Linked DNA regions of Mus musculus: region 1 is linked to region 2. Evidence: chromatin contacts called from public Hi-C data. All regions are on one chromosome and are shown on one strand. Each heading gives the region's core, a stretch centred on a gene start, on an enhancer-like site or on the middle of the called end of the contact. The rest is flanking DNA. Distances are from core to core; before and after follow the strand shown. Region 1 holds the start of Oas1d (2'-5' oligoadenylate synthetase 1D). Region 2 holds the start of Ddx54 (DEAD box helicase 54).

Region 1 (6,834 bases), core at 4,097-6,596, 300 kb after region 2:
GATAAAGACCCATGAGGGGGTGAAGAATTTGTTCCTTAGCAAATCAACACTGTGGGGCTGGAGACTCAACACTAAGAGCACTGGAGACACTGAGGTCTACTGAGTGCAGGAAAATGAAATTGCGAGCAATCTGGAACCAATGATGACTTTAAGACTTAGTTGTCCATGTGAGGATGAGATTTGAAGCACTGAATCTAATCACAGTGCACTGACTCAAACCCCAAACTAATTTATTCTCTCTCCTTCCTTTCTTAATTTTCTTCTTTCCATATTTCATTCTCTTTTTTTTCCTCTCTATTAACTGGATCTTATTATACATCCAGGTTGGAATTAACAGAACTCCAGGTATCTCGGGGTCCCAACTTCTGGAATTACACACACACACACACACACACACACACACACACACACAGTCACCACAAATCACACAGAGACCTAATGGTTCCACAGGTCAGTGTGCTGAACCAGCATCTCGTGAATACACAGAGACATTAGCCACAGAAGACCCCACATGTGCTTTGTCCACTTGGGAGTGTGAGCTGCAAACTTAGAAGGCAGGAAACTGCTCAGAGCTACCAGCTCCTAGCCCCCTGCTCCTGTTCCCACACCTTATTCCTGTGCCCAATGTCCACTGTGGGAAGCCATATGTGCCGTTGCAGAGTGGCGCTGGCTACTGCTGGCCACAACGCATAAGTTTGGGCAAACAACCAATGTGTACATATGCCGTAAAGTTTTTTGCCAAGACACTGTCTGGCTCGGGCATGATAATGAGGTTCTGAGAGTATAACCAATCAGATGTGAGACATGCAAATGAAGTATGATAATGAGATTCTGTGAAGTACTGAGAGAGAGTAACCAATCAGATGAGGAACATGCAAATGAGGTATAGTGCATAACCAATTCGGGTGTGAGACACGCCTCTCCTAGACCTATATAAGCAGCACCAGTTCTGGGCTCGGGGTCTCTTCCCCTCTGCAATCAAGCTCTCCCAATAAACATGTGCAGAAGGATCCTGTTGCAGCGTCGTTCTTGCTGGTCGAGTCCGGCGCGTGTAAGAGTCCACTCTCAATCTCTGTGAAGGGGGAGTCGGTACATTTCCCTGGCCTTGATTCCTAGAGTTCTCTCTCTAGCAGCCATGAGGACCAGGAGCCCAAATGCCCATGGGTGTTAGAAGATGCATATCCCATGGACAGAGAGCTCTTCACACTCTGCCAGGTGCTCTATCTGAGCCTTCAGGAAACATGGGAATGTGAGTCTATTATTCCAGCCTTGACCCTCTGAAACATCATCAGATCCATGGTTTTAATAAACCATGGCCACAGGTCTCCTGCCAAGCTGTGGACCCATCATGGCCTCACTGAGACTCCCACTTAAGTCCTTTTCTCTTCTACAGCCCCTTCTGCACTCACACTGGACACTAGCTTCCAATTGGACCAGACCCTGCTCTTCTTGGGCCTGGTTCTCGCCTTCAGGTCTGCCATGCAGTGGCTCCCTCATGGTGAGAAGGGAGACACAGGCCACAGCTCCTCCGCCCCATCCCTGACCTCCTCTCCAGCAGGACACCTTCAGAGGAGCCCTGGAAGCACAGCAATTGTCCCAGACCCTGCCCTCCCCTTCTGGTCTGGCTTGTACCTCATTCTTAAGCACCACAGAGAAACAGGGACAGTCTCTGGCCTTGGCATGGCCATGCCTGTGTTTTGATGACATCTGGACACCACTGACAAGGAGAGGCAGAACCTGGGACACACAGCAAACCTGGGTCCCACATTGCTCATTTGGATTGTCCTGTCCTGAGGCATTTGGCATCCTTTCCTGATGGGCTCAATGCACAGTGTGTGGTGGGAGGGTAGAGGCTGAGACTGATGGCTCCAGCCAGTTGAAGACACAGGTGGAGGTGGAGTCTTGATTGTGACACTGGAAAGGACCCACCTGCTGATGTCTGGACTTTGGGTTTCTAACCCAGAGCCTTTCTGCTCTTTAAACCCCATTGTCACTTTGCCACAGGCAAATCTACACAGTTTGTCCCTGCAGCCTGGGATGCACCAGGACCCTTGACTTCTCAATGACACTGCATCTGTCACTCACACACAGAATCTGCTTCTCTTGTTTCTGTTTCTTCTGGGTTTTGTTCCGACCTCTGGGTCTTTGCAGAGTCTGTTCCCAGCACCCTGCATGCTGTTCCACTTTTGCAATTGGCTGGAGGTCCTGAGTTCTTCTGTCCTTGGCTAAGAGGTCCCTGCCTCAGGGAACAACTCAGGAGCCCTTTCCAGGGTCCCAGGTAGAATCAGCTGCCCTCCCTACCTCCCATAGAGTCTTATAAACTGAACTTCCTGAGAAAGGGGAGGAAGAACAAGGAAAGCCATGTGGGTCCTAAAGACTCTCCAAGGCTGAATATCTAATTAGAACTTAGTGATGGAGAGTTGGAATGTTGACAAGTCAGAGCAAAATTATCTTTCATTCTCTTCAGCACTTTTAACAGGCACTCACTGTCTGCCACTGTATCTTATCTAGCAGGGAACCCTGCCAATAAGGACTGGCCTGGCTAGATCTGACCCTAGGTGCATGAGTGGCAGGGATGCTATAGCGAATAACTGAACACATTCTCACTGGATGTGAGGACCACTCCACAGGAGGACACTTCAACCTGGTACTACACATCTGGTGGGGAAGCCACCACTGGGCGATCACAGGCCCCCGGGATGAACCTACCAAAGCGATTTTGGTCAGCAGACAGAATGTCAGGCTGCTCCTTACATCTTTATACCTGATATTATGTAGGCATCCCTCATCTACAGTTCCTGCTTCTCCATGACTCTAGCTTGAGTTTAGTTGGCATTGAACCCAGCCAGTACAGAGTCAGTTTTCCTTGGGGTGTGGTCCCTGGCAGATTACCACTTCCCAGTGGTCGGCTTCACACCTATGTATGAGAAGCACGGACTGGATCCAGTGGTTTACTCATTAAAAGAATCACACTAATTCGGGATGAGGAAGCGTTTTTTGGGAGGAAAGGCGAGGGTGAATTTGATAAAATATATTGAAGGTATATTATGATAACTTCAAAGAATAGTTTACAAAATATACTGGAGGATATTTAATTCCACTATACTTTGCCTTTCAAGAGGCACAAACCACTTCTGCAGAGCTGGTCAGATCCCCTCAGGGGGCTCCTGAGGATATCATGTCTCCAGCAGCTGCCGGACATGTGGCCAAGAGGGCAAATCCAGGTCTTACACCTTGGGACCTGGACACTCCCTGACTCAGTCAGACTTACCATTGAGGTTGGTTTTGTAGCGATGAGTGATCCTTGTTCAGATGCTCGGGAGATCATGGAGGTGGTATAGGTGAGCTGAGCACAGGGACACTCTATAATGCCAGCGACAGAGGCAGAGGCAGGAAGATAGCTGTAAGTGGACTGACAGTCTATAACAGAGATCCTACTTCATAAACAACAGCAAAAAGGGTCACTGAGATAACTGAGAGGGCACAGGTGTTTGCCACCAAGACTGAAGGCCTGAGTTTTGTCCCCAGGACCCACATAGTGGAAGGAGGGGGAGCCAACTCCTACAAGCTGTCCTCTGACCTCACATGCTCACACACAGGAAATAAATGTAATGAACTATCTAAAGCACGATTAGCTTGGCTCTCAGCCAGACCTGCTCAGGACCCTCAGACTCTTGTCCTCCCACCCCGGCACTTGTGGGAGGGGCCTTCAGCACCCCAGTTCCCTCAGGTAAGGTCAGGATCCACCAAGGCAGGTCTGATATCAGCCAAGCCATGAAGATTAGACTTTTTGCTAAGGGCCAGCCACTGACCTGAATCACAAGGCCATGGCTTCTGCATCTTCAAAAAAAAAAAAAAAAACCTTAAAGCCACATATGAATTGAGGTGTCTAAGTTAGGGTTTTACTGCTGTGAACAGACACCATGACCAAGGCAGCTCTTATGAGGACAACACTTAATCGGGCTGGCTTACAGGTTCAGAGGTTCAGTCCATTATCATCAAGGAGGGAACATGGCAACATCCAGGCAGACATGGTGCAGGAGGAGCTGAGAGTTATACTACTTCATGTGAAGGCTGCTAGCAGAATACTGGCTTCCAGGCAGCTAGGATGAGGGTCTTAAAGCCCATGCCCACAGTGACACACCTACTCCAACAATGCCACTCACCTCCCAACAGTACCACTCCCTGGGCCAAGCATACAAACCATCACATGTGGCAAAAAACAATGGGAGAACCAATGTGGTCATAATTTCCTCACTCTTCTGTTCCTTGTTGTCTGCAGCAATTGCAACAGTAATTTAGGTGTGTGCAGTGTGGTGTACATGAGTGTGTGTGCATGTGTGTATGTATACATATGAGTGTGGGAGGGACTTCTTTTTACTGTTTCATGAGACAGTCTCATCATATAGCCCAGGCTGGTCTCAAACTCTGTATCTTCTGTATCAACCTCTCAGACATTGAGATCACAGGTGTGAACCATCCTGCCATGATGAATATTCACTCCTGCTGGGCAGGGAGAGGTTGGCATGGAGACAGGATCACCCTCATGAGCGTGTGTCACAAGTCAACAAGTTAGGCTATTGAAGTGGAGAGTGGCAATTGAGTGAAAACCCAGGTGGTTACAGCTGGGGAGAGAGGCACACCCCTGTGACCTCAGCACTTGGGGGTCCAATGGGGCAGGTCCCCAGGTTTACATCCATCCTGAACAAAGGAGTGAGATCCTAGATTAAAGAAAGATGTCAGACGGATAGACAGAGGTGCGGGTACAGGGCAGAAAGGTTGGTTTGGATTAGGCCTTGGACGATAGGCACATCATGGGTGTGCATCTGAGAACCCACAGACGATAAGTCTGAACTAGAAGTTAGCCAGGACCTTGCAGCATGGACCAGTCAGCTGTGACAAACCCACCACAGCTGTGATGAAGCTGGCGCCTGCCACCTGCTGGATTTCTCTCACTTGCTCTTCACGTTTCAGTAACGTGTGTGTGTGTGTGTGTGTGTGTGTGTGTGTGTGTGTGTGTGTGTGTGTGTGTGTGTGTGTGTGTGTGTGTGTGTGTGTGGTGTTATTTGTGTATGTTCTGTTGTTAAAAATCGTGGAGACTATCAAAGGTTTTTTGTTTTGTTTTGTTTTGTTTTCAGTAACGATTCATGATCAAGAAGGAAGAACAACAGAAACTATGTTCAGGATGCCTCCTGGTCCACAACCTGCTGTGATGGGGGTTTGACAATCCAAAGAAATGCCAGCAGGTAAACAGACCCCAGAGGATCAAGGAGCCCAGGAGCCAGAGGGGGCAGGTGCAGAGGTCTGATCTGCATAGCCCCGCCCTTCCTGGGAAGAGAAAGCAGCTATGGATATAAGGGGCAGCTGACTCCTGAGGTAAGGCTGCAGTCAGCAAACACTCCTGGCCTCAGGATGGCGAGGGAACTCTTCAGAACCCCAATCTGGAGGCTGGATAAGTTCATAGAGGATCAACTCCTTCCTGACACCACCTTCCTTACTGAGCTCAGAGCAGACATCGACTCCATAAGTGCTTTCCTGATGGAGAGATGCTTCCAAGGTGCCGCCCATCCTGTGAGGGTCTCCAGGGTTGTGATGGTGAGTCCCATTAGCCTGAGTTCATTGGGATGGGGTGGGAGAGGACTCTCAGAAGCCAGACTGCAGTCCTTAGTGGGGTGTGAGTTACCTACCTGCTCTGTGCCCAGTGTCCTCATGTGCATCCCAGCTATGGCACAGGGCAGAGGACAGAACAGAGACACCACTGCCTGATGACTGGATGACTGGACAGATGGAAGCTCATTGCCATGTTTCCATTCTGTCACATGGGACTGTATGACAGCAGTCCCTGCCTCAGTCACTCTGAAGGTTGAAGACATGTTGTGTTGTAATGTCCACTCATCAATGTCAGGGGTTGAACTGTGTTAGTGATTGTGGTCAGCATTTTATTTAGGGAGGATCACTACAGATCACTTGTTATCATTTTGTTTGTTTGTTTGTTTGTTTTGTTTTGTTTCGTTTTTCAAGAAAGGGTTTCTCTGAATAGCCCTGGATGTCCTGGAACTCACTTTGTAGACCAGGCTGGCCTCGAACTCAGAAATCCGCCTGCTTCTGCCTCCCAAGTGCTGGGATCAAAGGCTTGCAACACCACTGCCCAGCTTCCCTATCCTTTCTTATTCTCATTTTTGTCTTTTAGGGTGGCTGCTACAATGAATACACTGTGCTCAAGGGCAGGTCTGAGGCCAACATGGTGGTGTTCCTTATCAATCTCACAAGCTTTGAGGATCAGTTCAACGGACAGGTAGTGTTCATTGAGGAAATTTGGAGACACCTACTCCAGTTGCAGCAAGAGAAACTATGTAAACTCAAGTTTGAGGTCCAGAGCCCAAAGGAGCCCAACTCCAGGTTTCTGAGCTTCAAGCTGAGCTGCCCCGAGCGCCAGCATGAGTTGGAATTTGATGTGCAGCCAGCCTATGATGCCCTGTGTAAGTCAACCATCAGCAGAGCCTCAGTCTGTCCTCCCCTCATGCACGAATCCTCTCTTCTATTTCTGTGTGTGTGTGTGTGTGTGTGTTGGGGGTAGCATGTTCTCATGTATGCAGATGTCTGTTCACATGTTTGCCTGTGTAGGTAATGGTCAGACGCCAGCCTTGGAGGTTGGTTACTTAAGAGCCTATTTTGGTTGAGAGGTTGACCTGGAGTTTGCTGCTCCACCTTCATGGCTCTTGCAGTAAGGAGCTGGGGTCAGGTGGGGTGTGTGCTCTGATGGAGCTGAACCCATGATCTCTGGCACCTGGAGCCTCAGTATATTTATTAGGTACAGCACAGGGCTGGGGGGAG
Region 2 (7,248 bases), core at 2,725-5,224:
GGACACTTCCTCAGAGCCTCCAGATCACTGTAAAAAACATACTCCTTTGCAGGGAGCTGGGTGGGGCTTGGCACCGATGCAGAAGGCGGCTGAGACACCGCTAGAGAGACAACATCTCAAGGACCCCAAACACCCTTCAGAGAAGGCTGGGGACATCCTGAGCTTGTGGGGACTAGGACAATATGGCCCATCCTCACCGTGGCACCCCGTGGAGGCGTTTCCAGCATCTGGAGGCCCTGGGGACCGTTGTCTCTATAGGACCCCACCCGAGCTTGAGTCCTGGCTTTGGGCCAAAAGCATCCCTGACGAGAATCTCACTTCCAAGGAGGCTTCGGCTTGGGAGGACAGGCCCCTCGCCGAGGGGGAGCTGGCCCCGAAACACGACCTGAGCATGCCTTGGAAGTGACCAGGGGACTCTGGACAGTCGCCCCTGATGTGTTAGGCCGGGGACTCCAAGGCCCATTGGTCTGGGGAGCACTGGAAGCTGGATGACCCGTGCTGGGGACAGTTAGGTGGGTGAGTGAATGGGACCGCCTCTGTCCCAGAGAGCAGGGAACACACAACCCATCCTGGGATGACATCTGGGAGCCTGCAGTCACTCTGGGCTCTGTCCTGGAGGGTCCAGCTGGGTGAATGGCTCGCAGAGGGGTCTCCCTGGGGCAAGGTGTGTGGCTGCCCCTAGGGGTGGCTGGTGGGGTCCAGAAAAGGGTCCGGAGCTTTGCAGCATCCCCCACGGCCATCCGAGACCCCTCCTTGCTAGTGCCAAACAGTGACTCATCGCAGTAGGATGGGGCATGGCCAATCAGCCTGAAAAAGGGAAGGGCACTGTGACCGGTGGTGGCGATGATCCTAAAGCCCTCTGCAACCTCACTTCCCACGATAAAGTAAGGCAGCAGAGCCTGCCTGGTACCCACAAATAAGCCTGACATTCTTTAATACAATGACAGGTATAGGTCCAAAGCAGCTCAGGGCTTCCCGCTCTCTTCTCCTGGAGACAAAAGGACAGATGACAGACCCCTTCCTGAATCTGCTCAGCTCCAGATTAATGGGAGTGATTAGGCCCATTAAGTGCCACATAAACAGAAGTAGCAGACACTGTCGCTTAGGGACAGCAAAAAGGCTCAGTGGGTAAGGGTGCTTGTGGCCAAGACTGGCGGCCTGCAGCCTGAGTTTGATCCTCCGCATGCACGTAGTAGAAGGAAAGAACTGACTCCAACAAGTTGTCCTTTGGCCTTTACCAGTGCACATCCCTCCCATCCCAAAACAACCAAATATAAATGTACTTTTCCAAAAAAGTCTATGTGAGCTCAGCAGAAATACATTATTTTTGCTTGAATAGTTCCCCTCCTCCCCAGAATCTCCTTTAATAAATTTTTATGGGGCTGGCGAGATGGCTCAGTGGGTAAGAGCACCAACTGCTCTTCCACAGGTCCTGAGTTCAAATCCCAGCAACCACATGGTGGCTCACAACCACCCGTAATGAGATCTGACACCCTCTTCTGGTGCTGTCTGAAGACAGTTACAGTGTACTTATGTACAATAATAAATAAATCTTTGGGCCGGAGCAACCAGGGCTGAGAGAGTGGGACGGACCAGAGAAAACAGGGTTGGTCCAAGTGAGCGGGGAAGACTGGAGCAAGCAGAGGTCCAGGTCCTAAATTCAATTCCCAACAACCACATGAAGGCTCACAACCATCTGTACAGCTACAGTGTACTCATATACATAAAATAAATCTAAAAAAAAAAAAAAAAAAAAAAAGAACCAAGGCGCTTGGCCATGGCCACACAACAGGTCCCTAACAAGCTGTTCCAGGAGACCTGACGGCTACTCTGGTGGTCAGTTTCAATTGCCAACTTGGCAAGATCTGGGATCATCAGGAAGGAGAGTGGCAGAGAGCAATCAGCTATGTCAGGCTGGCCCGCTGCCATACCTACGATAGACCTTCCCCTTAGTACTAGTGTTTTACCTGCACATGCCTGGGGTGTCAGAAGCGGGGGATGGGGGTCAGATACCCTGGGACTGAATAAAAGCAAGAGAGTGTGCTGAGCATGCAATGTGACCAACCATCTCCACCCCACACTGCTGTGACTTCTTATAACCAAGGAGAGCAACTCAAACCCTTTCTTGCCCAAGTTCCTTCTGCCAAGAGTATTTTATCACGGCAACCAGGAAAGGGACCAAGACAGCCACCCTTAAAACAGGAGTGCACCCCCCACCTTACCTGTATTTGTTTTTCTTCCTTGGTGTGAGGTTTGGGGTGCTGCCCCTGGAAGAGGGGGACTCACAGTCTCTCTTGGCCAGAGAGCCCTTCGGTGGTCCTGGGCCCACTCCTCTGGATCGGTTACAATTCTGCACCCAGGGTGGGTCAAAGTCTGGTTGGGCAGGTCTGGTTCTTGCTGGGCTGCCAAACAGGGTCTCATCCACATAGGATGCCCTGGCCTTGACCCTGTAGCTGGTGGGACTGCGGTGCTGAAGGTGGAGGGCTTTCATTCCGCTGCTGGGCCGGTGCCACCGGGGTCTTCACGTTGCCCAGTGGGTGTGGTGTGCCTGACAGACTCAGCCTCCAGGGCTCCCTGTAATAGGGGTCGGAATGAGCAATCAGCTTTTCCAAGTAAGAGCAGCAGCTTGGAATAACAAGCCCAAGGGCAAAAAGGGCTTTTTCTTGCTGAGGGAAAGCGACTGGTTTTTCTCAAAGGACTACTGTTGTTCAGTGGACACCTTGGAAGTGCTTCACTTTCTTGCCCGTCCCCGACACCCAATTTCAGTAGTCCAAGGTGGCCTGAAACTCACTATATTAAACTTTATTATATAGCCAAGAATGACCTTTAACTCCGGATCCTCCCGCTTCTACTTCCCACGGAGAACTGCACGATCGCCTGGCGTCTGAGGTGCATGGGTCAGGCTAAAGCAGGCACTGTCTTTTTAGTTGTGAAGACGGGAGAAAATGCCGTCAGCAAATATTTAATGAATAAGTAAATACACAATTACACCCTACAGTGTATGCTCAACAAATATAGTACGACTGCGGGCGTGCAGGGGAATGGCACCAACCAGACAAACTAATTAGGGTGGAAGAGGGAAAGGGGCTCCCAAGCTACTGTCGCCCCCCATTCCTACCTTGTGCAAAGCGCTTTGCAAACGTGGTGCGTTCCAGTCCTCGCCAACCAGTCTCATACGAAATGCATTTTCCCCGAGTCCAGCTCAGGCTCCCAACAGCAGAGTAGCAACGCACCGGCCAGCTTACAGAGCTGAAAGCGCAGGCGTCACGGGATCTCCATGCCTGGTGCTTTTTCTCCTGGAGCCTCCGGCCAGAAAGCTCTGTCTCCGCCACATTTAAAGCCTCATAGCACAGAATCAGCAAGGGCGCCACAGCGACACGCGCCCACCCGCATCCCTTGCTGGGCAACCGGTGCGACGCCCCACCCCTGCGCACTGGTACGTCCCTATACCCCGCCCTCGCGCTGATGGTACGTTCCACAGGCCACACCCCCAGCCTCATCTGTACATCCATTAGGCCCCGCCCCTTGGTAGGGTCAACCTTGCGTGGTTGGTACATTCCTCGAGTTTGTCCACACGTTCAGTTGTTATGTCCCTCAGGTCCTGCTCTCTTTACAGTTACCACATCTCTCACAGCTTGGCATTCGCGCAGTTAGTAGGTCCCTTAAGCATCTATCACGGTTCAGTTGACACATTCCGCCCCCACCAGTTGGTATGTCCCTCAGGCCTCGCCTCTGCCCGGCTGGTACACCACTTAGGCCCCGCCCCCGTTCTGTTGGTTCCTCCTTCTGGCTTCGCCCATTGATAAAGCCATGTTGACGCTCCGCCCCTGCGAAGTTGGTTGGTTTCCTCAGGCCCGGCCCCGCCCTACGGGTGAAACCTGGATTCTCGACGCCGCTCTTGCGTCTCACAGGCTCCGCCCCCGCGCAGTCGACGCGTCCCTTAGGCCCCGCCCTCTTCCGGGTCTAAGAGCCCGGCCCGCATGGCTGCTGGCAGACGTGTGGGACCTGGCCCGCCGTCGCGTCCCACCATGGCGCCGTGGAAGAAGAAGAGGCTGCGGAAACGCCGAACTGGGGCTTCCCAAGGCCGCGACAGCGACTCGGATGACGGCGAGTTCGAGATCCAGGCGGAGGATGACGCCCGGGCGAGGAAGGTAAGAGCGCGAGGGGGCTCCCTGTTCGGGCTCTCGGCCTGCGCCCTTCCGCTTGTCCGTCTCACTAATCGCGGTCCCTCATTGGGTCCCTTCGCGTGGGGGACGGGCTCGAGTTTACGCAGCCAATAGAAAGTGCAAGTGCGGAAGGTCCGCCTGAGTTTGGGGCGGTCTTAGATGAGAAAATTAAAGGGAAGGCCGGACCACTCTTCTGAGAAGCCGGTTTTAAACTAAACTAGTATTTACGGACTTATGTCGTGCTCTAGCTATGCCAGGCTCACCAGCAATGTCAGGGAGGACAGCAGGATTGGAACTGGGGATGGTCCGGTTCCAGTTGTATTCATCTTGGGGGATAGGTGTGATCACCAAGTGGGGCACAAAAGCCTATCGTTCATGACGCCCATCGTCTTGTGCATAGCGGGTATATCTGGTTCTCCATTTCTCCTTCCCAGCTCAGTCAATGAGCTGCACTCGTTAAGTGGTCAGTAAATGTGCAGAGACAGCTAGAGGCAATGAGAACGCTGGTGTTCATTGGCAAATACAAGAAGGCTGCTCCCGTGGTTCAGACCAAGGGTTTTGCTGAGGCCCAGTCCGGCACAGGCTGGCTGTAGTAAGACGTAATAAACTTTACAAGTCAAAACCCAGCCTGTGGGCTCTGAATGTAGCTTTGTTGATAGAGCGCTTGCCTGGCGTGTGCAGAGCCCTGGGTTTGAAGGCCATCACCAGGTAAAAGCAGGTATTGTGGCACACACCTGTAATCTTAGCTCCCAGGGTAGGAGTGGTGGCGGCAGGAGGATCAGGAGTCCAAGGCCACCCTGAGCTGGTAAGAGCGCCACCACCAATTCTTAATATTTTGCTGTACAAAAAAACCCAAAGGCTCCTCCAACCCGGGAAACACATGCTTATTAAAGGGCTTGTCGCACACCTGATGTAAATATGAACGGGAGAGCAGCCAAGTTCACACTGTACCATTACCCTCCACCAAAAATAAATAAATAAAGATGAAAAAAAGCAAGCCGGGCAGTGGTGGCACACGCTTTTAATCCCAGCACTCGGGAGGCAGAGGCAGGTGGATTTCTGAGTTCGAGGCCAGCCTGGTCTACAGAGTGAGTTCCAGGATAGCCAGGGCTATACAGAGAAACCCTGTCTCGAAAAACAAACAAACAAATAAACAAACAAAAAACAAAAACTAAAAAAACAAAAAGAAAAAACCCAACATCTTTGTGCGGTGCAATGAAACCAGAATATTACATTGGGTGCAGAGTCTGTTGACTTAGGATCAGTGGGGAAAGCCTTTTTCTTTCTTTTCTTTTCTTTTCTTTCTTTTTTTTTTTTTTTGTTTTTTGTTTTTTGTTTTTTGTTTTTTCGAGACAGAGTTTCTCTGTATAGTTCTAGCTGTCCTGGAACTCACTTTGTAGACCAGGCTGGCTTCGAACTCAGAAATCCGCCTGCCTCTGCCTTCCAAGTGCTGGGATTAAAGGCGTGCACCACCATGCCCAGCTGGGACAGCCTTTTTCATTCCCCACCCCCAACACACACACCTTTAGTTTGGGCAGGGTTAGAGACCAAACCTAGGGCCCTGTCTGTGCTAGGCATGTCTGTGTCTTTCAAGTAATCTTGGCCTAATTTATCTTCAAACAAAAATTCACCTGCCTTTACCTCCCAAGTGCTGGGATTAAAGGCGTGCGCCACCACACTGCCCTGCTTTTTTTGTATATCTTTATTTAGTCATTGTGTTTTGATGTGAGACAGGGTCTTGCTGTGTAGCCCTGGCAGGTCTGGAACTCACAGAGATCCTCCTGCCTTTGCCTCCGGAGTGCTGGTTACTGTCATATTGAGGTGACTGTCATAGCCCATCATGTTAAAGCACCAGGTAGGGTCTTGTGTAGCTCTAAGTAGCCTTGGACTCAGGAGGAGACAGGGATGGGTTTGATCTCTTGATCCTCCTACTTCTCTGGTGCTGGGATGACTGATGCGTGCCACCATGTTCCTTCCTAAGACCCACAAGAAGTTATACAATCACCTCTCTCATTAGAATCTAAAAGGTACCTGATGAGTGTCATCAAAAGGAGTCTAGTGAAGGAACTGGCTCTGGGGCCACCCACCTGCCATTTCAGCTCTCAGAAGGTAGACGCAAGAGGGTTGGGGGTTCAGAGGACCAGCCTGGGCACAGGAAACCCTGTCTGGAAAAGACCAAAAACGAAACAGAAAAGTTATACAAAGACACATAAAACATGTTTTGTTTTGTTTTTAAAGATTTATTTGTTTTATGGATGTGAGGACACTGTAGCTGTATAGATGGTTGTGAGCCACCATGTGGTTGTTGGGAATTGAATTTTAGGACCTCTGCTCACTCCAGTCAACCCTGCTCACTCTGGTTGGCCCCGCTTGCTCCAGTCAACTCCACTGGCTCAGTCCCTGTTCGCTCCGGCCCAAAGATTTATTTATTTATTATATATAAGTACACTGTAGCTGTCTTCAGACAGCGCCAGAAGAGGGCTCCAGATCTCATTACAGGTGGTTGTGAGCCACCAGGTGGTTGCTAGGATTTGAACTTGGGACCTTTGGAAGAGCAGTCAGTGTTACTTGCTGAGCCATCTCGCCTGCCCTGAAACATGTTATTTTTAAGCCAGAAAACAGATTGAGAAGTCAGAGAGTTGGCCCAGGAGGTAGAAACACCTGCCTGTTAAACCCGGTGACCTGATTTGATCCCTAGAACTTGCCTTACAAAGCTGGATATAAAAGCAGATCCGGACTCAGTTCACCCAGTTCCAAGGGATCCACTGCCCTCTTGTGGTCTCCTTGGGTACTACACACACATGCTGCCTATAATATCTGCAGGCAAGACATCTGTACATTTAAAAAGATGGATATCACCGTATCTGCAACCCCAACTTCCCTAGGGTGGAGATGGAAAGTAGAGACAGGAGAATTTCTGAGAAGCTCACAGGCCAACCATCCTGGAGTGCACCAATGGCAGAAATGATGGACCCCACTTAACCAGGGTGGAGAGATAGAGCTGAGTCTTAAAAGTTGGCTATGGCCACAGGACACTCGGGCCTCCACCCACACTGTGGCTTCCACGCACGTGTGCATGCAC

Evidence for each region. A called contact is a pair of places that touch in the nucleus more often than the background predicts.
Region 1: a Hi-C map of pro-B cells shows a contact between it and region 2, with 3 times the contacts expected there. The contact joins the promoter of Oas1d here to the promoter of Ddx54 in region 2. A contact is called at or near these places in 2 of 39 promoter capture datasets (the SN4741 cell line and hippocampal neurons) and 2 of 484 Hi-C or Micro-C datasets (cerebellum and pro-B cells).

Annotation. Positions count from the first base shown.
Region 1 is chr5:120,909,472-120,916,305 of GRCm38.p6, forward strand. It overlaps Oas1d (2'-5' oligoadenylate synthetase 1D), which reads left to right and starts at 5,347. Exons shown (of 6, transcript NM_133893.3): 1 at 5,347-5,595; 2 at 6,191-6,479. The coding sequence starts at 5,413. It also overlaps the pseudogene Gm7573.
Region 2 is chr5:120,609,156-120,616,403 of GRCm38.p6, forward strand. It overlaps Ddx54 (DEAD box helicase 54), which reads left to right and starts at 3,975. Exons shown (of 20, transcript NM_028041.2): 1 at 3,975-4,151. The coding sequence starts at 3,981. Rita1 (RBPJ interacting and tubulin associated 1) reads right to left here and starts at 3,434. Exons shown (of 3, transcript NM_029096.3): 1 at 3,119-3,434; 2 at 2,223-2,574; 3 at 1-807. The coding sequence starts at 2,491. The coding sequence ends at 315.